Linked DNA regions of Mus musculus: all the other regions are linked to region 4. A link is a contact called in public HiCAR-type, HiChIP or PLAC-seq and promoter capture Hi-C data. All regions are on one chromosome and are shown on one strand. Each heading gives the region's core, a stretch centred on a gene start, on an enhancer-like site or on the middle of the called end of the contact. The rest is flanking DNA. Distances are from core to core; before and after follow the strand shown. Region 1 holds the start of Fcho1 (FCH domain only 1). Region 2 holds the start of Tpm4 (tropomyosin 4). Region 3 holds the start of Zfp617 (zinc finger protein 617). Region 4 holds the start of Zfp868 (zinc finger protein 868). Region 5 holds the start of Slc35e1 (solute carrier family 35, member E1). Region 6 holds the start of Rab8a (RAB8A, member RAS oncogene family). Region 7 holds the start of Zfp961 (zinc finger protein 961).

The links. Promoter capture Hi-C pulls out the DNA fragments that hold promoters and counts their contacts. HiCAR-type assays count read pairs that join an accessible place to other places. HiChIP or PLAC-seq counts read pairs in DNA pulled down with a chosen protein or histone mark.
Region 1: an H3K27ac HiChIP or PLAC-seq map of thymic regulatory T cells shows a contact between it and region 4, with 8 times the contacts expected there. The contact joins the promoter of Fcho1 here to the promoter of Zfp868 in region 4. A contact is called at or near these places in 2 of 39 promoter capture datasets (erythroid cells and hippocampal neurons), 1 of 115 datasets of contacts at active chromatin or transcription factors (thymic regulatory T cells) and 2 of 9 other capture datasets (adipose tissue and liver).
Region 2: a contact with region 4 is called in a HiCAR-type map of astrocytes, with 2.7 times the contacts expected there. The contact joins the promoter of Tpm4 here to the promoter of Zfp868 in region 4. A contact is called at or near these places in 3 of 39 promoter capture datasets (hippocampal neurons and liver) and 2 of 115 datasets of contacts at active chromatin or transcription factors (astrocytes and embryonic midbrain).
Region 3: a contact with region 4 is called in a promoter capture Hi-C map of liver, with 6 times the contacts expected there. The contact joins the promoter of Zfp617 here to the promoter of Zfp868 in region 4. A contact is called at or near these places in 9 of 39 promoter capture datasets (the HPC-7 cell line, cranial neural crest, erythroid cells and 5 more), 1 of 484 Hi-C or Micro-C datasets (uterus), 2 of 115 datasets of contacts at active chromatin or transcription factors (cardiomyocytes and neural progenitor cells) and 1 of 9 other capture datasets (adipose tissue).
Region 5: a promoter capture Hi-C map of liver shows a contact between it and region 4, with 2.7 times the contacts expected there. The contact joins the promoter of Slc35e1 here to the promoter of Zfp868 in region 4. A contact is called at or near these places in 2 of 39 promoter capture datasets (liver and pre-B cells) and 2 of 9 other capture datasets (adipose tissue and liver).
Region 6: a contact with region 4 is called in a promoter capture Hi-C map of liver, with 2.6 times the contacts expected there. The contact joins the promoter of Rab8a here to the promoter of Zfp868 in region 4. A contact is called at or near these places in 3 of 39 promoter capture datasets (erythroid cells, hippocampal neurons and liver).
Region 7: a promoter capture Hi-C map of erythroid cells shows a contact between it and region 4, with 17 times the contacts expected there. The contact joins the promoter of Zfp961 here to the promoter of Zfp868 in region 4. A contact is called at or near these places in 3 of 39 promoter capture datasets (embryonic stem cells, erythroid cells and hippocampal neurons) and 1 of 115 datasets of contacts at active chromatin or transcription factors (thymic regulatory T cells).

Annotation. Positions count from the first base shown.
Region 1 is chr8:71,724,419-71,727,118 of GRCm38.p6, forward strand. Fcho1 (FCH domain only 1) reads right to left here and starts at 1,263. Exons shown (of 28, transcript NM_028715.3): 1 at 1,215-1,263.
Region 2 is chr8:72,133,907-72,136,606 of GRCm38.p6, forward strand. Tpm4 (tropomyosin 4) reads left to right here and starts at 1,382. Exons shown (of 8, transcript NM_001001491.2): 1 at 1,382-1,547. The coding sequence starts at 1,416.
Region 3 is chr8:71,921,475-71,924,174 of GRCm38.p6, forward strand. It overlaps Zfp617 (zinc finger protein 617), which reads left to right and starts at 1,351. Exons shown (of 4, transcript NM_133358.3): 1 at 1,351-1,498. The coding sequence starts at 1,496.
Region 4 is chr8:69,624,269-69,626,968 of GRCm38.p6, forward strand. It overlaps Zfp868 (zinc finger protein 868), which reads right to left and starts at 1,280. Exons shown (of 5, transcript NM_172754.2): 1 at 1,167-1,280.
Region 5 is chr8:72,491,229-72,493,928 of GRCm38.p6, forward strand. It overlaps Slc35e1 (solute carrier family 35, member E1), which reads right to left and starts at 1,386. Exons shown (of 6, transcript NM_177766.3): 1 at 938-1,386; 2 at 614-684. The coding sequence starts at 1,358.
Region 6 is chr8:72,159,870-72,162,569 of GRCm38.p6, forward strand. It overlaps Rab8a (RAB8A, member RAS oncogene family), which reads left to right and starts at 1,331. Exons shown (of 8, transcript NM_023126.2): 1 at 1,331-1,613. The coding sequence starts at 1,490.
Region 7 is chr8:71,949,725-71,952,424 of GRCm38.p6, forward strand. It overlaps Zfp961 (zinc finger protein 961), which reads left to right and starts at 1,342. Exons shown (of 4, transcript NM_001164581.1): 1 at 1,342-1,436. The coding sequence starts at 1,371.

The DNA of each region.
Region 1 (2,700 bases), core at 13-2,512, 2.1 Mb after region 4:
GTCCACTTCACAGAAGGCTCAGTTTAAGTCCAGTCTGGGCACACAAATTTGGGGGTGTCAGGCTTCCTGCCTGGGACTCACCCTACTATCCTGCAAGAGGCAGGGACTAAGACCTGACCTTCCACTTGGGACCCCGCCCAGGAACCAGCCTAGGAACCCTATTGTAGGTGATGGTATGTGGGTCAGGGTGTGACCTGGGCAGCCACATGGGTGGGACCACAGTGACAAAGTCTGGGTCTTGATTGGAGGCCCGTCCATCTTATGGTCAGATAGAAACTGTCCTCTGCTGGCCTTAGGTCTCGCTGCTCCGCCCCAGGCTAGACTGTATCCATCAATCAAAATCATGGTTTGTTTTGTTTATGCTTTTTTAATGAGGCAGAGTCTGTGAATGTAGCCCAGGCTGGCCTCAAGCTGCAGATCTTCCAGCCTCAGCCACCAGAGGATTGTAATGACCACACCAGGCTCAACCCCTTTTAAAGTGCCAAAACCAGAGTGCCCTAACATTTGACTAAAGATTGTGGTCCCCATCTGGAGAAAATGGGGCACAGGTGTTGGGAATTTGAGACAGATAGTCTGGCTTCCTCAACCTCTATATTCTGAGGAGGAGACTAAGGATCAGGGAGGTGCTGTCACCTGCCCAAGGTCACCATGAAGCAGGTCCTGCGACGCTGAGGGCAAGTGGAGGGGCGGCCATCCCCGACCTTCTCTGCACCCCATCCTCATTCACCTAGACTAATTCTGTCCCTTGGAGCAGATGCCGGCTGCCCCCCTAACAGGGCGCGGGAGTCCCTGGTGCAGGCTCCAGGCCTCTCCAGGCCCCGTTCCCCCGGGAGGGGATCCCGCGCTCCATACTCCAGATACCCCGCAATTCCACCACACTCGCCCTACAGAACCCCCACCAGCCTACCAACCCTAGAGCGGGTGCAAAGGAAAGGAGGAGACCCTCGTTCCCAGGCGAGGAAGAGGGGCAGCGAGGGAGGCGGCCCCCAGCTTAGGGCCAGGCTAGAGACCCGGAAGAGGGATTGGGGGTCCTGGGGGGGGTCTCAGCCTCCCAGCCCAGGATTGAGAGATGCCATAGAGTGGCGCCCCGCCTTCTGCAGACGGCACCTGCGCTCGGGCCGGGTCAGGATGGAGGCTGCGTCCCCGCCCCGCACCCCGCCCCCGCGTCCTGCACCCCGCACCCCGCACCGGAGCCCCGCGCCGGGGACACTCACCGCCTCTCGCGGCGCTACCTGCGCGCTCCAGACCCGCGCCCCGCCCTCCCCGCGCGCTGCGGAGCGCGCTGCTGGCCCCGCCATGGGTGTGGTCAGGAGGAGCTCCGCCCCGCGGTGCTTCATAAACCCTGCACTGGTTGGCTGAGCCTGGAAATTCATCCGCAGGCTATTTGCATATTTTAAAGTGACAGGAGAAGCTCCTTGATCTCTGCACCTGTCAAGTCTCTCGGGAGACTGGGAGGGAAAGAGGGGATAGCTTTTATTAAGTACCTACTGCATACATGGCTCTTTGGAGAACCCCTCCGAGGCTGTGAATTAGGTGACATTTAATATTGAGCCTCATTTTACAAACAAAGGAATCAAGGAACATGGCTAGGAGTTGCTTTGGAGGTCATATAGCAACTCTGGTCTATCCATTCATGTGACATGCCATTTATTTATTCAGGCTGTGTGCTGGTGATGAAGCCAGGCTGCCCCAGCATTAAGCAAGAGCCACATGTCCACTCCACTCCCATATGACAACTTCGAGAGACTTAACTCCCCGGCCTGGGCTCCGTTTCTTGTTCAGGGTCACATGGCAGCATGATGATCCTCAGGACTACTGAGCCATCTCTCTCCCTGCCCCAGAAGCACCTCCAAGGAAGTGGGACCACTGGCCTGGGCACAACCAGAAAGCTAAGTGCCCTTCATCTCCAGTACATGCCCCTGCAGCCTTGGACCCCAGACACCTCAGTTTGGGCATTTTCCTGTGGTGGGAATCAAATCCAGGTCCATCCCAGACTGAGGCTGCCCCACTTCTTACTTGAACCATCTACTGCAGCTCTGCCCCAAATGATGCCGGGTTCTGATGGCAACCATACATAGCTAAATACTAGCTTCAGGGCCGGTGAGATGGCTCAGTGGGCAAAGATGCTTGTAGCAAAGCCTGGATTTTTTGAGAGAGTCCTGAAAAGTATCCTCTAACCTGTGGCATGTGCACACTACCAATGAATCAATTAATCAATTTATGCATCAATTCAAACAATAAAGATTAAACATTTAGATAGGCCCCACACCCAGCTGACTGGTGACCATCTGCCACAATTGGTAAGATAGCCCGCTCTCCATTCTCCATGCTGTTCACATTTTTCACATGTCCTTTTGTTGGCCCAAGAGCCCTCGAGTCACCTTTGGGTTCTGGGATTTGAGAATGGTAAGAAAAGCATCTCTCTCTCTCTCTCTCTCTCCCTCCCTCCCTCCCTCCCTCCCTTCCTTCCTCCCTCTCTCTCCTCCCCATATGTGTGTGGATGTGTGCATGCATGCCATTGCTGTGTCCAGAGCTGGAGTAGGGTGGGTTCCAGGGGCTGAAGCAAAGCCATCAGAGTCGGATGGAACAGGTTTTGACCTGTGATCACTGTCACCTGTCATTGACTGGTTCTAGGCAGGTGCTGGTCTAGAACTCAAGACTTCCCAGGCCCTTTCAGGGGTGTGCACCCCCATAGCAGCC
Region 2 (2,700 bases), core at 132-2,631, 2.5 Mb after region 4:
AGATGCATGCCAGGCGGTGGTGGCACACGCCTTTAATCCCAGCACTTGGGAGGCAGAGGCAGGCGGATTTCCGAGTTCGAGGCCAGCCTGGTCTACAGAGTTCCAGGACAGCCAGGGCTACACAGAGAAACCCTGTCTCAAAAACAAAAACAAAAACAAACAAACAAAAAAACAGATGCCTAACAAATGTGCAAAAGTTAGAGGAGTGAAAATTTGATCTTAGAGGGGAATTGGTCCCTGAGAGTGGGTCTCTTCCAGGACAGACCTGAAAGCCAGGTGTGGGAGCCAGATTGGAGTGGGAGCAGGATGTGGGGCTCTTGAGGGTAAGTTTCTCAGCAGGGGAAAGGGCTTGCACACTGGTCAGAAAGTTTCTGCCTACAAAACTGGGAGTTTCTATAGGCTCCACTTTGCTTAAACAGAGATCACCTGAGAGCTGCATTCAGAAAGTGAGAATGCAAAATCCAATTTGTAGTGTTTCAAACTAAAGCTATGACTTCCTCAAGAGAGTGGGGACTCTTATGAGTCCAAGAATGGCCAGTCCTTAGGTCAAGAGTAAAATCCCTCTGTATTCAGTAATGCACACTTACCGCTCTGTGTATGTGGAGGGAGTATTTTATATTTTATGTGAGGGTGTTTTGCATGCATGCATGCCTATGCTAAGGGGTCATGGAAGCAGAGAATGTTGGCTCCCCTGGAACAGGAGCTGGGAATCAACCTGAGTCCTCTGTACAAGACCTTGTCTATATACACTTTTTACTTTCACAAACTTGTGTCCTCTGAATGAGACCTTCTTTATATAAACCTTTTACTTTCTACATTAATGTGGGCGCATGTGTGAGATTAATGGACTCTGGGCATTAGGCTTGGTGGCAAGCACCTCTACCCATGGAGCCATCTCATCAGCTCATAAAGACTTTGTTCATTTGCAGGGCCTTAAACTCCCAGTCCTTCTGCCTCAGCCTCCCAAACTCCGGGCAATGGACCATTAGGCTGACTCATTATCTTCTGTGTCCCCAGGTGAAAGAGCAGCTGACGTAGTTCCAGAAGAAACTGAAATGCGTGGAGGACGAACTGGACAGGCACTCCGAGGACCTGACAGACTTAAAGAAGACTCTAAAGCAGACGGAGAATAAAGGCTCCCAGGTAAGTGCGCGGCCGCTGGGCCAGGCGGGGCGGGCAGTGAGGGAGGACGAGGAGCCCACAGGGCAAAGGCGGCTAGCTGCACCGACGTCAGCCACCCCCTCCCACCCACCCCCCGCCCGGTGCTGACGTCGCGGCCGGCCCGGGTGACCTCATGGGCCTGACAGCAGGGCCGGGGGGCGGGGAGAGGCGGGGGCGGCCCCGGCGTGGCCAAGGCTGGCGGGCCCGGGCGCGGCCGCCCAGCTGTCGCCGGAGCCCAGCAGAACGATTGAGCTATGGCCGGCCTCAACTCACTGGAGGCAGTGAAGCGCAAGATCCAGGCCCTGCAGCAGCAGGCAGACGACGCAGAGGATCGCGCGCAAGGCCTGCAGCGCGAACTGGATGGCGAGCGCGAGCGGCGCGAGAAAGTGAGAGACCAGGACCCGCGCCGTCCGCGACCCCCGCCCGATCCCACTTTTCGTCCCGCGCGCTTCCGGGCCCGCAGTGCTCCCTGGCGCCCTCTTTTCTTCCCAGCTCCGCATGCTTCTAGCTCCCCCTTCCTCCGTCTCCCCTCCGCCTTGATCATCCATACCCTTGGATCCTGGAGCCCCGTACGCTGGCGGGGCAGGAACTGGGAGGTTGCGGGGGGGACAGTCCTGCGCGGGGCACTCCGGAGTAGTGGGGCAAATACCGCGCTCCCATTGTCTGCGGCTGACCAAGGTGGGGGCGGGGGCGGTGCGCGCTTTTGCTTCTTCGCGCCCGAACTTTCCCGGCACGTCCTTAGGGTGCGGCCGCGACACGTCCGCTGAGGGCGGGGTGGGGACAGGAGAATTTGGACGCTGGCCTGCAGGACACCCACCACCACCACCATCACCCTGTGTCCCCCTAGCCCCAGGTAATATCCACTAGGGGGCCTGCCCGACGCCGGAGCGCCCACTGTATGCGCCTTCCCTGAGAGTTCAGGGACCGGGGTGCATGAATAGTTCGGAAAGAGGAAAGGCCTCCGCGCCTCCTCTTCATCCCTGGGTCAAGCCCGGGGCCAGAGATGGGTCTGGGTTCTAAGCCCAGCTCTGGCACCCACAAAGCGTTCGATTCGTGTCTCCCAAAAGTCTGCTACAGGTGGGTAGAAAGAAAAGACTAGGGAGAGGCATTCCAGACGTTTCCGGGGCAAGGAGAGCCCCTTGCCTGAGTAGTAGGGCGGTGTTTGCTAGCGAAGGAGACTCACAGACAAGGGAAGAAGTGTTGTGTGATTGCCCAGGTCTCCTGAAGCCGTAGTGTGGGAACTCAGGGCGGGGACCCTAGAAACTGAAAGGCTAGGTGGAGTTGGCAGTGCAGGTACCGCCTGGACTCCTCCCAAGACTGCCTGGGCGACAGCCTGGCCTGGGTAGAAGCCTTGAATCCCTCAAGGACCGCTCGGGCTGGAGAAAGCCTCAGAACCGGGCGGAAGCTCTGCACAGTAGCTGTTACGGCTTCTCATACGCCCGTCCCACCCTAGACATCTCCAAAATGGCCTCGAGACTCCAGCCAAGCCAGGAATTTGGCGGCCCAAGGGTGGAGTGCGGGGGATGCCTTTTGGAAAAC
Region 3 (2,700 bases), core at 101-2,600, 2.3 Mb after region 4:
CGTTCAGGTACACTATGCTGAAACATATCAAGTGATATGAAAGTTCCTGCCCCCTAAAAGGTAATTTTTTAAAAAATCAGACCTTTTTATTTGTTCTGGGGAGTAGTCTGAGACACCTTAGGAAGATAGATAGCTCTGGGATTTGGTCCAGACAATGAAAGCTGTATCTCAGGCTCTTCTGCTCTCCCCTCCCCTTCTCAAGGTTAGTCTGTCCACCTCTGCCTGCCCCTCATCTCCTCTACCTCCTTCCCCACATCACCTCCTCCCAGACCCGCCTGCCAGGCTTCGAATGGAAGCCTGCCCCTTCTTTTTTTTTTTTTTTTTTTTTCTCGAGACAAGGTTTCCCTGTATAGCTCTGGCTGTCCTGGAACTCACTTTGTAGACCAGTCTGGCCTCGAACTCAGAAATCTGCCTGCCTCTGCCTCCCAAGTGCTGGAATTAAAGGCGTGCACCACCACGCCTGGCCCCCTGCCCCTTCTTTTAAGGCCTTTTTTGTTGGTTGGTTGGTTGGTTGGTTGGTTTTTTGTTGTTGTTGTTGTTGTTGGTTTTTTCGAGACGGGGTTTCTCTGTATAGCCCTGGCTGTCCTGGAACTCACTTTGTAGACCAGGCTGGCCTCGAACTTAGAAATCCGCCTGCCTCTGCCCCCCCCCCCCGAGTTCTGGGACTAAAGGTGTGCACCACCACACCCGGCTTAAGGCCCTATTTTTAGAGCTGCATAAATTGTACTGTTTCTGTCTAATGTCACTTCCACCTACAGGGCTGAGCATGGCTTGAGGCACTTTATAATAAACCTCATTTCTAAAAAGAATGTCCTTTGTGGAAGAGCTGCTGAAGCTTTTTTTTAATTGCTGGAAAGTACAGTTTTTTTAATGTTGTCATTAGCGTGTATTAATTACACGAAAAGTTTCAATATAACATTTTCATTCATGTATCTTGTTTATATTCATACACACACAGACCTTTACCTGCTCTTGTCCCTCTCGAATTCTTTCATCTTTTATGTCTTTGTGTGTCCCAATGAATCTCATTAGTGTTGTTGACAGGAGAGGGAGTGGTTGTGTCAGTAAGAGGGAGAATAAATTTATTCTGTCACTTAGGCTTCGGAGACTGGATCTGTGGGCCCAGCAATAAGGGCCAAAGGAGCGGCAGGTAGGGTGCCGAGAGGCAGCGCCTTGTCCGCCATCTCCCTTCCGGGCGGTTCTCAGTAACCAACTGTGGGAGTCCCGGACGGTTTAGCGTCCTTGGCTGTATGACGCCATACCCTAGGAAAGGTCGGGAGGTCCGCCGGAAACTCCCGGTACAGACACCAGTGTGTGAGCTGGCCAATCAGCAGCGCCGGCGGGAGGAGCGGAAGTTCCTCACCCGCCATCTTTCTTGCTGGCGCTTCCCTCCTCACAGCTCTCAGCTGAGGAAGTCCAAGTTGCTGAGCCTCCGCGGCCGTGTGAGTGCCTGTTCCGGAGCCTCTGTGGAGCCGCGGCAGGCCTGGGCACAGACATGGTGAGCCAGGCGAGTGGCGGGGCTGTGCGCGGCGCCCTTGGTCCCGGGCGGCGGGATCCCGGTGCTGCGCCGGGGGACGAAGGGCGGCTGCGCACTGTCGCCTGCGGCTCCAGAAAAGCTGCTTTTCCCCTTAGGGAAAGTCAGTCGAAAGCGGGATTCCGAGGCTGGATGATGTGGAGCCGAGCTGGAAGTTTAGGAGACAATTCTTGCGAGTGAGAATTTACGCCCCGCCATGCACGGAGGCCAGGGGAGGTCACCCGGTGTCCTGCTTTGTCACGGCCCGCCTTATTCCTGTGAGACAGGGTTTCTTACTGAACCTGTGGCTAGGCTGCCTGCTAGCAAGCTCCAGCGATCCTCCGGGCTCTGTCCCCATGCCTGGCATTTACTTGGGTGTTTTTTATTTGAACTCGGGTTCTCACCCTTGCTCAGCGAGCACTCTTACACACCGAGTTATCTCTCCAGGCCCGAGAAACATGTCTAATATAGATCTTAAGCGCAGAGATTAATGGAAGTGAACCTGGGAAAACTGAGACATACCGAGATGTGAGGGAACTTCTCAGGGGACAGTCACAGTTCTTTTCCATGGGTACATGCGGCTCCCGCATTTAGGATTGTAATATCCTCTTGGTAGATTATCCCTTTATAGAGTATGACGAGACTATCTTTATCCCTTCTGACTTAAGGTCGGAGGAAGAACTTTTCAATTTTCGTCATCTCTGTGAGTATGGTACTTGAGGGTTTTCAAGTTTATCTTTTACTCTTGGGTTAAATACTGCTCTTACCTCTGCTCCTTTTTCCAGTAATAAAAGTTTTTTTGGAAACGACTGGACTTTAAGTCGTGGTCAAGTTCAAATCATAGTGAATTGCAAACGTATCGGTTTCTTTGTTTTGGATTTTTTTTGTTGTTTTGCTTTGTTGTTTGTTTGTTTTTGTTTTGTTTGAGACTAGATCTTACATATCCTAGGCTGTTGATAAACTTAGTTTACAGCCAAGCTTGACTTTGAGTTTCTGATAGTCTTATGACTACCTTCCAAGTGCTGGGATTCTATGAGCACATCACTAGCTCCTGGTTTTGCAGCTCTGAAATTTAAACCCAGGGCCTCATGCATTCTAGACAAGTATCTACCGTATACCAACTGAGCTACAGTCTCAACTCTATATCAAATTTTATTCCTGAGTAACTTTTCTGTGATCAGCACTTA
Region 4 (2,700 bases), core at 30-2,529:
AAATATATGCAGAGATATACTGTGTGCTTTGACATGAGAATTAATATTAACAATTAAAACTAAAAGAAGGGCTGGAGAGATGGCTCAGTGGTTAAGAGCATTGACTGCTCCTCCAGAGGTCCTATGTTCAATTCCCAGCAACCACATGGTGGCTCACAACCATCTGTAATGGGATCAGATGCTCTCTTCCATTGCGTCTGAAGAGAGCGAAAGTGTACTCACATACATAAAATAAATAAATCTTAAAAAAAAAAGACTAGAATAAAACCCACATTAACCTTGTCCTAATTACAAATGTAAGTGAAATCACTTGGCAAATTGCTGCCATCAAAACCTTTTAAGTTTATTGTTATTCAAAAATATTTGATACTTTGGGGAGATACAAATGTGTCTATCTTATTTCTAGCATAGTATGCTCATGTTCTCAGTTTAAACTAGTAGTTCAACATACTTCCAATAAAAATGCTAAAATAAACAAGAAATAAAGGTTGTGTGGAAATGAAGAAAAGGACCAGAATGGTGAACACAATACAGAAGAATCGACTACAATGCTTCCTGACTAACAGTTCTCGGCGAACCTCGGTACGCAAAACAATGCACTATTTGAGGGAAGAAAAATTAACAAGCCCACAAATGCATAAGCAGAAATAAAAACAAAAATATAATCAAAGGATGTCTGACCGAAGAACAAAATAAATTCAAGGAGACAAGTCATCTTTCCCAGAGCTGGTTTTAAACATCTTTGCAAAGAAACTCACTGGACTTTACAAATGTCGTAAAATTAACCTAAAGAGGTTGCCACACTTACATGTGGAAAGCAAAGTTCAGAACTTCTCGAAGACAGCACAAAGAACCTAGACAGCCTTAGTCTAGCAAGCAGCCTTCAGCGCACCACCAAAAGCAGGACGTCCCCGCCAGCCCGGATCGTGACGTCATCCGCGTACTGGCTTCCGCCCATCCCCCGCCCCCCGCAGGGCGGGACCTCCCGCTCAGCGCTGACGCCAAGAGGATCAGGGCGGAAGTACCTACGGACCGCAGGCGGAGGCCCAGGTCGCAGCCCCGACGTCCCCGCGTTCACTGCCCCAACCCCAGGGAGGACCCACCACCCCGGCTCCCGCAGCCCAGCCGGCCGCTCCTCCCATCAGGGGACAGCGGCCCTCGCTCACCATTGCCAGGCTCCGAGCTCACCCGCGCTCCCCCACACAGCTCCAAGCACTGGCTCCCACAACGGCTTTCCTCAGTTTCGGTGAAGAACCTTTAGCTAACATGGCGGCCGAAAAGAACCCGCCCCCCCGCCTCCTAGAAGCTTCTGATTGGACAACCTGTCTGTAGCTCCTGATTGGTTAGAACTGCTCTAGGTGATCTGAGTGACAGGAGTAGCTCCTCTTGCAGTTCCTTAGGCTGTGAGTCTAGAGCCCATTGTTTAGTGTTGCGGTGGCCAGCAGGTGTCAACATAGGTTCATGGCTCTTGTGTACCTCTAGGTGTGCCCTACTGAATGATTCCAGGACCCTGACCAGTGAAAATAGTTAACGATGTCAGGCCAGTTTTGTGACTCTGACTTACCTAGGGACAAGTCCGCTGAAAGAACCAAACTAGTGTTTGGTGATGACAGTTCAGGGGGCACTGTACCATAGCTTCTTCAGAATATTTTTGTTGAGACTCTTCCTTTATTGTGTACAAGAGCCTCAAACTCGTAGTCCGCCTCAGTCAATGTGCCTAAAGCCATTTTTTTTCTTTTCTTTTTTATTGGATATTTATTTACATTTCATATGTTATCCCCTTTCCCGGTTTCCCTCCCTCCAAGAAACACCTTATTACATTCTTCCTCACCCTGTTTCTATGAGGGTGTTACTCCACCCAACCACACACCCACTCCCACCTCCCAGCCATCAATTCCCCTATACTGGGGCATCTATCGAGCCTTCATAGGACCAAGGACCTCTCCTTCCATTGATGCATGACAAGGCCATCCTCTACTTCAGTCCTTTCTCTAACTCCTCTATTGGGGAATCCCATGCTCAGTCCAATGATTGGCTGCCAACATCCATCTCTGTATTTGTAAGAATCTGGCAGGGCCTCTCAGGAGATAGCCATATCAGGCTCCTTTCAGCATGCACTTCTTGGCATCCACAGTAGTGTCTGGGTTTGGTAACTGTATTTGGGATGAATCCCCAGGTGGGACAGACTCTGAGTGCCCTTTCCTGTAGTCTCTGCTCTACACTTTATCTCCATATTTGCTCCTGTGAATATTTTGTTCTCCTTCTAAGAAGGACCGAAGCAACCATACTTTGTTCTTCCTTCTTACTGAGCTTCATGCAGTCTGTGACTTGTATCCTGGTTATTTGGAGCTTTGGAGCTAGTATTCACTTATCAGTGAGTGTATAAAATGTGTTTTCTTTTGCACCTGGGTTACCTCACTAAGGATGATATTTTCTAGTTCTATCCATTTGCCTAAGAATTTCATGAATTCGTTTTTAATAGCTGAGTACTACTCCATTGTGTAAATGTACCACATTTCCTGAATCCATTCCAGATTTGAAGGATCAAATCTTCAAATCAGGGATCAGGGTTGTTTCCAACTCCTACCTCTTATAAAAAAGACTGCTATGAACATAGTGGAGCATGTGTCCTTCTTACATGTTGGAGTATCTTCTAGTTATATGCCCAGGAGTGGTAGAGCTGGGTCCTCAGGTAATACT
Region 5 (2,700 bases), core at 136-2,635, 2.9 Mb after region 4:
TTAGTTTCTACAAACTGGCTAGATTCTGCCACGGTCAAACTCCTTTGGCCTACTCACATCAGATCCAGACAACCCCTACCAACCATTCTGTCTAGTGACAGAAAAACTAGGACATGATAGTTTGTAAGTTCGTCAGGACCAGGCCTGACAACTTGAATCTGATCCCAGGTATCCACAAGGTGAAAACTGTCCTCTGACTTCCATACACGTGGCAATGCACAACACACACACATAAATAAACATTAGAAAATAAAATAAGAGAAGGAAAACTTGTCCCAACTTAATTTGTTGGTGACTTGCTAAAATGGAACCAAAGACATCACCTACCACCAATCCCAGAGTCGGAATCATAACAGAAAAGAACAGTGGACGCCAGAGGGATGTGGCGCTCAGGGACAACAAGCAAGAGATTATGTGGTGATATCGCCCCATTCACACACACATCTGCTGTCTGAAAGGTGAGTGCGGGATGCTAGGTGCTAGCCACAGGACAAGGCTGACACCTTGACTTCCTTATTTGACAGGAAGCAGGAGGATGCCACGGTCCAACCACGTCATCAACCTGGTCAGCTACTGGGAATCCCGCCTAGCCCAGGGCTTCTGCCAGAGTTACCTTGGTGCTCTGTTTCTCCTTCATGATGATCCGGGACAGGAGGACCACCCAGATGGGCATGGTGGCCTTGACTGCAAGAGAGGAAAAGGCACTCAGTGGGCAGTCCTGGCAACCTGCACACCCGACCCTGAACCTTCCTTCTGTAAGGCTTCCTCTCGATCCCAATAGCTGGAGTCAATTCTGCTAGGCGCTCGGTAAACTCCTCAGACCTTTTCCAACGTGAGAATCCGACGCACCTTGGCGGCGTCTCAGTCAGACGGCCCGCGCACTCGTACCCACACTTCGAAGCCCCAGACAGCGCGCAAAGCCCGCCTCAGCACTTACCGGTGTGCGCGTAGGAGACCGGCACCTTCCAGATGCTGACGTGCGCCGACACCGACGCGAAGTACTTGCCAAAGGCAAGCGGCAGTACGTAACGCGGATAGAAGCGCGGCGGCAGCAGCGGGCCGGACGCCGGATGCGGGCCGGGTCCGGGGCCCGACACGGGTGGCGCGGGCGGCACGCGCCAGGCGCGCAGCAGCGGCGGCAGCCCCGCGCACAGCGCTAGGATGTGGCACAGCGACACGGTGACCGGGAACGGGAAGGCGCTCAAAATCACCTTGTTGACCACGTTACCGCCCGCGCTCAGCGCGTACCATAGTAGACACAGCACCGCCACCCGCGCACCCTCGCGCGCCCCGCCGCCGCCACCCGCGCCCGGGACCCCTGCGCCCGCGCCGGGACCCGCGGTTGCCGCCGCCGCCATCCTGCCCGAGCGGCCGCCCCTTCCCGCCGGACGACCGCCGGACGCGGGCAGGGGGCGGGACAGCCCTGGAGGGCGCGCCGGCAGACGCCGCTCACCATTGGCCCCTGGCCCTTGCGTCATCGCCGCTCGCCATTGGCCACCGCCCCATACGTCATCGTCGCGCGTCCGCCGACGCGCCCGTACACGTCGTCGGCGAGGGCCCTACCCTCACTTAAACGCTTTCCGGGAGGGGGCGGGGCTAAGCCCGGAAGGCGGGCCGTAGGGCCCGCGGGTGGGTTAAGCGCGTTACGTTCTCTCCGGTGACTGGCAGGACTCCGTGGGAGGTGCCGGGCGACGCGGGCCCGCCCACTTGAGGCTGTGGAAGCCGCGTGCCTGGGGCGTAGACAGGGCTTAGATCTTTTAGAAGAAAAGAAACCGATTGCGGTAAATCCTCTGGACTACGCCGGGTCCTCGGAAGCTGTGCGGTAGGTGTCAATTTCCCCTCACAGACCAACCGAGAGAAATCCAGGGTTAAGTGTCTCCTGCGACAGTGTCTTAAGAGCTCAGCTGACCGGTACGATGCTGGGCAAAACCACGAAGGCAGGACTAGACTTACAAAACTCGATTCCCAAGATCGTGTGCTTTTAAGTGAGGGAGAATAGTTGTTCGCGCTCCTTAAAATGTGTTCATTTATGGAGGCGGGCACGAGCGTGTGTATACACATATTGAGGTCAGACGAGTTGAGTCTTTTGTCTCTTTTCTACCATGTGCATCCAGGAAAAGAAACTAACTCTGGCAGCAAGCGTTTATTTGCTGAGCCATCTCGCCAACCTCAATATTCTCCTTTACAGCGTCTCCTTGAATGCCAGGGTGTCTTTCTACCTCACCTATGTTTTGGTTTGCTTTTCTCTGTGTAACAGATTCCTGGCTGTCATGGACTCGATTTGTAGATTAGGCTAGCTTCGAACTCAGAGATTTGCCTGCCTCCGCCTCCTGAGCACCATGCGTAGCTACTCACCCGTTCTTCAAGGTAGACTGTGTTGTACCCTGGGGTTTGCTGGATACTCATCACACATGTGGCAGTCCTTGTGGATCTGAGTAGAAAATGGCCTGGTCCCTCCCAAAGCAGGAGTTTAAGAATATGGTGATAGGACGCTGGGCTTTGTACCCTAAGGCCTTTGTCACAAACTAAATACAAGAGGAATTAGGATCTTTGGACAGAGCAGTGTCAGATGGCCCCACTGATGTGTTTTGGTTGCTTTTATTTCATATTGGATTTGGCCCTGGCAACTCTGGAAGCTTTTTCATTTCACAACAGGTACATGTACTCAGGGCAACCCAGCTGTGGTTTCACCTCCTCAAA
Region 6 (2,700 bases), core at 81-2,580, 2.5 Mb after region 4:
AGTAAGTATGCCCAGGAATTGAATACAATCCTCAGATTTAGCAACAAATGACTTACTTTACTGGCTGAGCCATGTAGTCAGCAACTCAGATCTTTTTTTTTTTAATTTATTTATTATATGTAAGTACACTGTAGCTGTCTTTAGACACCCCAGAAGAGGGCATCAGATCTCATTACTGATGATTGTGAGCCACCATGTAATTCAGGACCTCTGGAAGATCAGTAAGTGCTCTTAAACACTGAGCCATCTATCCACCCCCCCCCACTCCTTTTTTCTTTTTAAGATTTGAGTACACTGTAGTTGTCTTCAGACACACCAAAAGGGGGCACTGGATTCCATTACAGATGGTTATGAGGCACCATGTGGTTGCTGGGTATTGAACTCAAGGCCTCTGGAAGAGTAGTCTTAACCGCTGAGCCATCTCTCCAGCCCTCAGATGTTTATCTTAATGTGGCTTTATTTTATTTTGTCACTGTTCTCCCGTTACTCCGGGACTACACCTCAACATATTAAAAAACAGAAGGGAAAAAAAAATGCTACTCTGAAACCTAGGAAAGTCACTTCACCTGTCTTCAGTATACTTACCATAAAACGAGGAAAAGATTACCTACCAAGCCGGGCTGGTGTGGGGTGAAGGACCTTGACTTATTTTTAAGTATAGATAGCACCCGCAAGCACAGAAAAGAAAACAAAACAAAACAAAACAAAAAACGCTGCCATTACTTGGAAATGATAACATAGCCCTACCGGCGCTGAAGCCCTGGGATCGCTCACGGCAATGGCCGGCTTGCCTGTACAGCACCTAAGTAAGTCCAATGGTGGGCGCCAAGGCCGAGGAGCGAGTCTGCAGCACATCTTAACCCGCGCCACTTTTGCACCGCCGAAAATCCTCCTCAGAAGCATTACCACAGGTACTTCCTGCGCTTCGCCTCAGCGCCGGCTGCGGCTACGGCTGCTGCTGCGCAGGCAGAGAAGGCGGGAAACACGAGGCGTTCTCTGCGCGCGTGCGCTCTCTGCCAGAGCCAACCGTCTTCCCAGTACGCTTGCGCCTGTTCACCAAGCCCGTCCCTCCCACTCTCTCATCAACCAGCGCGCGGAATTGTTGGGGTCCCTCCTGTCGGGGGCAGGGCCTGGACGCTGAAGGGCTGAGGAGAAGGCGCGCACGGGAAGGCGGGGTCAAGATGTGACCACACCCATCGCTGGTCATTTGACGCCCTCACCCTCGACTCTCCAGCACTAGCCAATAACAAACCTCCCTATACCAAGCGTCAACCAATGGGCTGTGCAGTCGGCTGCTTCCGGCTCTGCGCCGCTTTCGCCTTTTTCCCCTGGGCTCTCTGCGACAGGCGGGGCTCCGGGTGGCGGGCGTAGGCCTGGATGATGCGCGGCGGGCAGGGGGCCAATAGGGGGCGGGATCTGAGATGATAGACGGGTCCAGCGACCAGTGGCGAGGCGCCGGCCGTACTTCCCGTCGGGGAGAGAGTGTAATATGGCGAAGACCTACGATTACCTGTTCAAGCTGCTGCTGATCGGGGACTCGGGGGTAGGGAAGACCTGTGTCCTGTTCCGCTTCTCCGAGGACGCCTTCAACTCCACATTCATCTCTACCATAGGTAGCGGGGCCTTGGGCGGCCGGTGACCAGGGCTGGACGCGCCCCTATGGGGCTGGGCTGAGGGATCGACTCAGGATCCACTCGGGCCGAGGATCCGGGAGGGTCACGGGGCTGGACAGAGAACCGCAGCGGCCTCCACCTCCCGCCAGGGAGTCCAGGCCGGGACCCTGGCGGGCGCCGGAGACCAAGGTGCAGACAGGGACATGCAGGCTGCAGTCTGAGGAAGAGCCTGCCCTGGGGTCCTGGCGCCTGTCAACTCTCTGTGTCTTTACATCAGACCTCTACACTGTTCTTCCGGGGAGACCCCCGTCTTCCAAAAGTGGAAACTGAGGCATGGAGGTGACACCTGACCTCGTAGTTTCCTATGTGGCAAGCTTGGCATGTGCAGTATCAAATCTGTAGTGTACTCGTGATGGGTGCTTTGTCCCTGGAGGAGGAATTTGAAACTGAGGGAGGGTGCGGCACGCACTGAAGGTCACAGTCTACAGGTATTAGGGATGAGATTTGAACCCAGGTGTGTCTGACTCCAAAATTCAAGGTTCAGCTGTTCCAGAGCTTCAAAGGACCAGCACCACTGATCCACATCTAAGTCAGGACTCCAACCCAAAGTCCTCCTGCCTTCTCTCTGAGGAATGGTGACAGTATCTGTCATCCTGGTGGGAATACAAGAGAAAAAGTTCCAGTAAGAAACTAAGTCCAGCCATGGCTACGTGCAGCCTTGACTGACTTCCTTTCACTGGGCCAAGAACACCACCTGAACAGCTTTTCCCCAGGGCTGCCTCACGGCACAGTTGAACAGAATTGGCTTGTGATGGCCCCAGTTCTGACGTCAAAAATGGTGCTGACCATGCTCCTTACCATGAATAGTCATGGCTCACATTGAGTGTTACCTGGAAGTAAATCCTGCCAAACAGAGTGACCTGGATGGTGTATGGTCCTGAAACAAGAGAATAGTCACTAGGCTTGGTTTATCCCTAGTCAGGATGTGGTTCCATTGTTGGAACCCTGGGTGCCATCTCCAGCACCCTGAAACCAGATGTGGTAGTGAACACCTGTAATGACAGCACTAAGGACAGGGAGGCAGGAA
Region 7 (2,700 bases), core at 92-2,591, 2.3 Mb after region 4:
AAGACCAACCGATAAGTAGGTCATTATCACACTTGATCGCCTGAGGAGACTCAGTACCTGAAACTAAAGCCAGGGGTGAAGCTCAGGAAGGAGGTCTCATCTGCAGGACAGGGTTGGGGGAAAGGGCCAAGCATAGCTTTAAAGACTGTGCCTGGTGGTATCTCTGCAGTCTCTACTCCTCAGGGAGACTGCTGCCCTTCAGATGTTCTTAGAACAAGCCCCAGACCTTAGGAGCATGGAGACCACTGACTCCATGATGGAGTTGACATTTGGTCTGTAAAACTCAGCACATAGACAGCACCACCTGCCAATCAAAGCCTATAGTTCTGGGAAAGTCTCTAAATGTACAAACCTTGGTTTTTTGGCTTCTATAGTTTTGCTTCTGGCTCACTGATCTTGCTAACTGAAGCATGTTGACCTGGAATATGGTTTTTGTGTTTAAGAGCTCACCCTGAGAAAGGCCCTCAGTACTACAATAGGATCCTTAACATCCAGTGTAGTTGCCAACCAGTTAATAAAGACATTCTATTGGCTTAAACCATGTCCAAGCAATCTTCTCTGGCTAATATCCCACAACATTCTGATTAAAGAGCAATTCTGCTTCTGTAGTTGCCTATCTACTTTCTAATTATTTCCAAGTCACCTCTACCAGTCCCAATTGAACAGGGAACCTTATCAGTAATGCTACACAAAAGGAACACAGGATATCTGAAATACATCACAGACCAAGCACATAGTGGCCTTAGAAATGATATCCACAGCCCTGGGTTGTGGGGGTGGGGTGGGGTTACAGAAGGGGTTGGGGGTGAGGGACTTACTCGCTTCTCTGGACACAACCCGGACCTTGTCAAGTCTGACCCTGGCCTTGTCCTTTCATCTGGCCTTAGATTAAGAAAGCTTTACATTGGCTAGCCCCACAACAACTTTTATAGTAGCCGGCCTTGAACTCCAAATCCTCTTCCCTCCATCTCCCCAGTGCTGGGATGGCAGGTTGTGTGTGTCATCACACCCAATTTTCCGCGAATAAATCTGGCTTTTCTTGTGTCCTTTTTGGAAACAAGGTCTCCTGCAGCCCAGGTTAACCTCTCACTAAACAGTCTAGGATTAGCCCGCAACTCTAACTCACTCGTTCACCTTCAGCCAGGCGCACAAGCCCAGTCAGACCTGAGCCTGCTGTGGGGTGCCTCTGCGAACCCCAGACCTGAACATCAGTTTCCGGACTATGTTGAAGGCGATAGGTCGCTGGTCCTGTCTATCAGGGACTCTAAAGCCAATCGGAATCGCTCATAGCAGAGCCGTCCAATCAGCAGCGGGAAGCCTCTCGGAGGCCGGGCGCCGCCATTTTCGGCGCTGTCCTTGGCGGCTTAGCAATGCGCAAGGTACGCGGCAGTGACACCCGCCACAGCGCAGCTCAGGCAAGACGAGAGTGCACCATGGTGAGTGCATCTCAGAGACGCGGGTGGGAGCGGAGGGCAGAGGAGTGGCGGGCTCTGCGCAGTCGGAAGCTCGGGACTTGCCGAGAGTTTGCAAACCGACTCTGGTGCCCTTTTCCAGAGCCCGCAGCCGAACCGCAATGTAAAAGGGGATCATGTATGCTTGTGTTCAGGGGTAAAATGGAAAGGACTATGTAGGGTCCCCACGGAGTTAATTTGCTCTTTGGGCTGGTTTTGTGGGGTGTTTTTTTTTTTTGTTTGTTTGTTTTGTTTTTTCGAGACAGGGTTTCTCTGTGTAGCCCTGGCTGTCCTGGAACTCACTTTGTAGACCAGGCTGGCCTCGAACTCAGAAATCCGCCTGCCTCTGCCTCCCAAGTGCTGGGATTAAAGGCGTGCGCCACCACGCCCGGCTTGTGTTCTTTTTGATGTTTTAAATTTACACTTATTTATCGAGGTGCCCATGGGGCAGTAATCTGAGTCTGGTCTCTCCTTCCACCTTGTGGAACCTGGAGAACGCCAGTCTAAGGCTTGGCAGCAAGCGCCTTTTCAGCTGAACCATCCCACTAGCCCCTTCTTTCTTTTTCCTTTACTACTTTTTATAAAATTGCATTTCCTATGTGAATATTCCCAACCCTGTATAGCCACCAGCAGCCGCGGAGAACTGGGTTCCTGAAAAGAAAGCTGGGGCTGGATGCGAAGGACAGACGAGAGAGGAATGAAACAAAGACAGAGTTTCTGAGCAAGGCCCAGTGTTTAATTCTTGAGTCTGGTTTTTAAAGGGAGGAAACCCATCCCCCACTTTGCCAGGATCTCATCAGGAAAACAGGCTCAGCTGGTAGTGGCTTCTTGCAGGAAGCTGCAGCTGCAGCTTCACCTAGGTCAGAAGACCCTACCCCAGTTGGGCTAGCCAGCAGTGGCAAACAAGGTCTGCTTTAGCCTGCTCAAGGCTGGGGGAAGGGCACAAACCTGGTGGGACCATGTGTTTCTAGGATTCGAGAAAAGCAACATATATATGAGCTTTTGTCCCCCAACAACAACAAAAAAAAATCACATCTTCTTGGAAAAATTTACCTTCAGTTACTGTAGGTTTCTCCTTTTCCTGGTACACCACAAACAGAAGAGGTGGGGGTAAGAGGCCCACTGTAACCCCCAACTGACCAGTACTACTTCATAACTTGTGTCTGGACCCTGTAACAGCTGTCTTGCTTGTGGACAGAAACAAGGACCCAGTCCCACAACAGAAGTGACACTTTGAGAGCAATCGAAG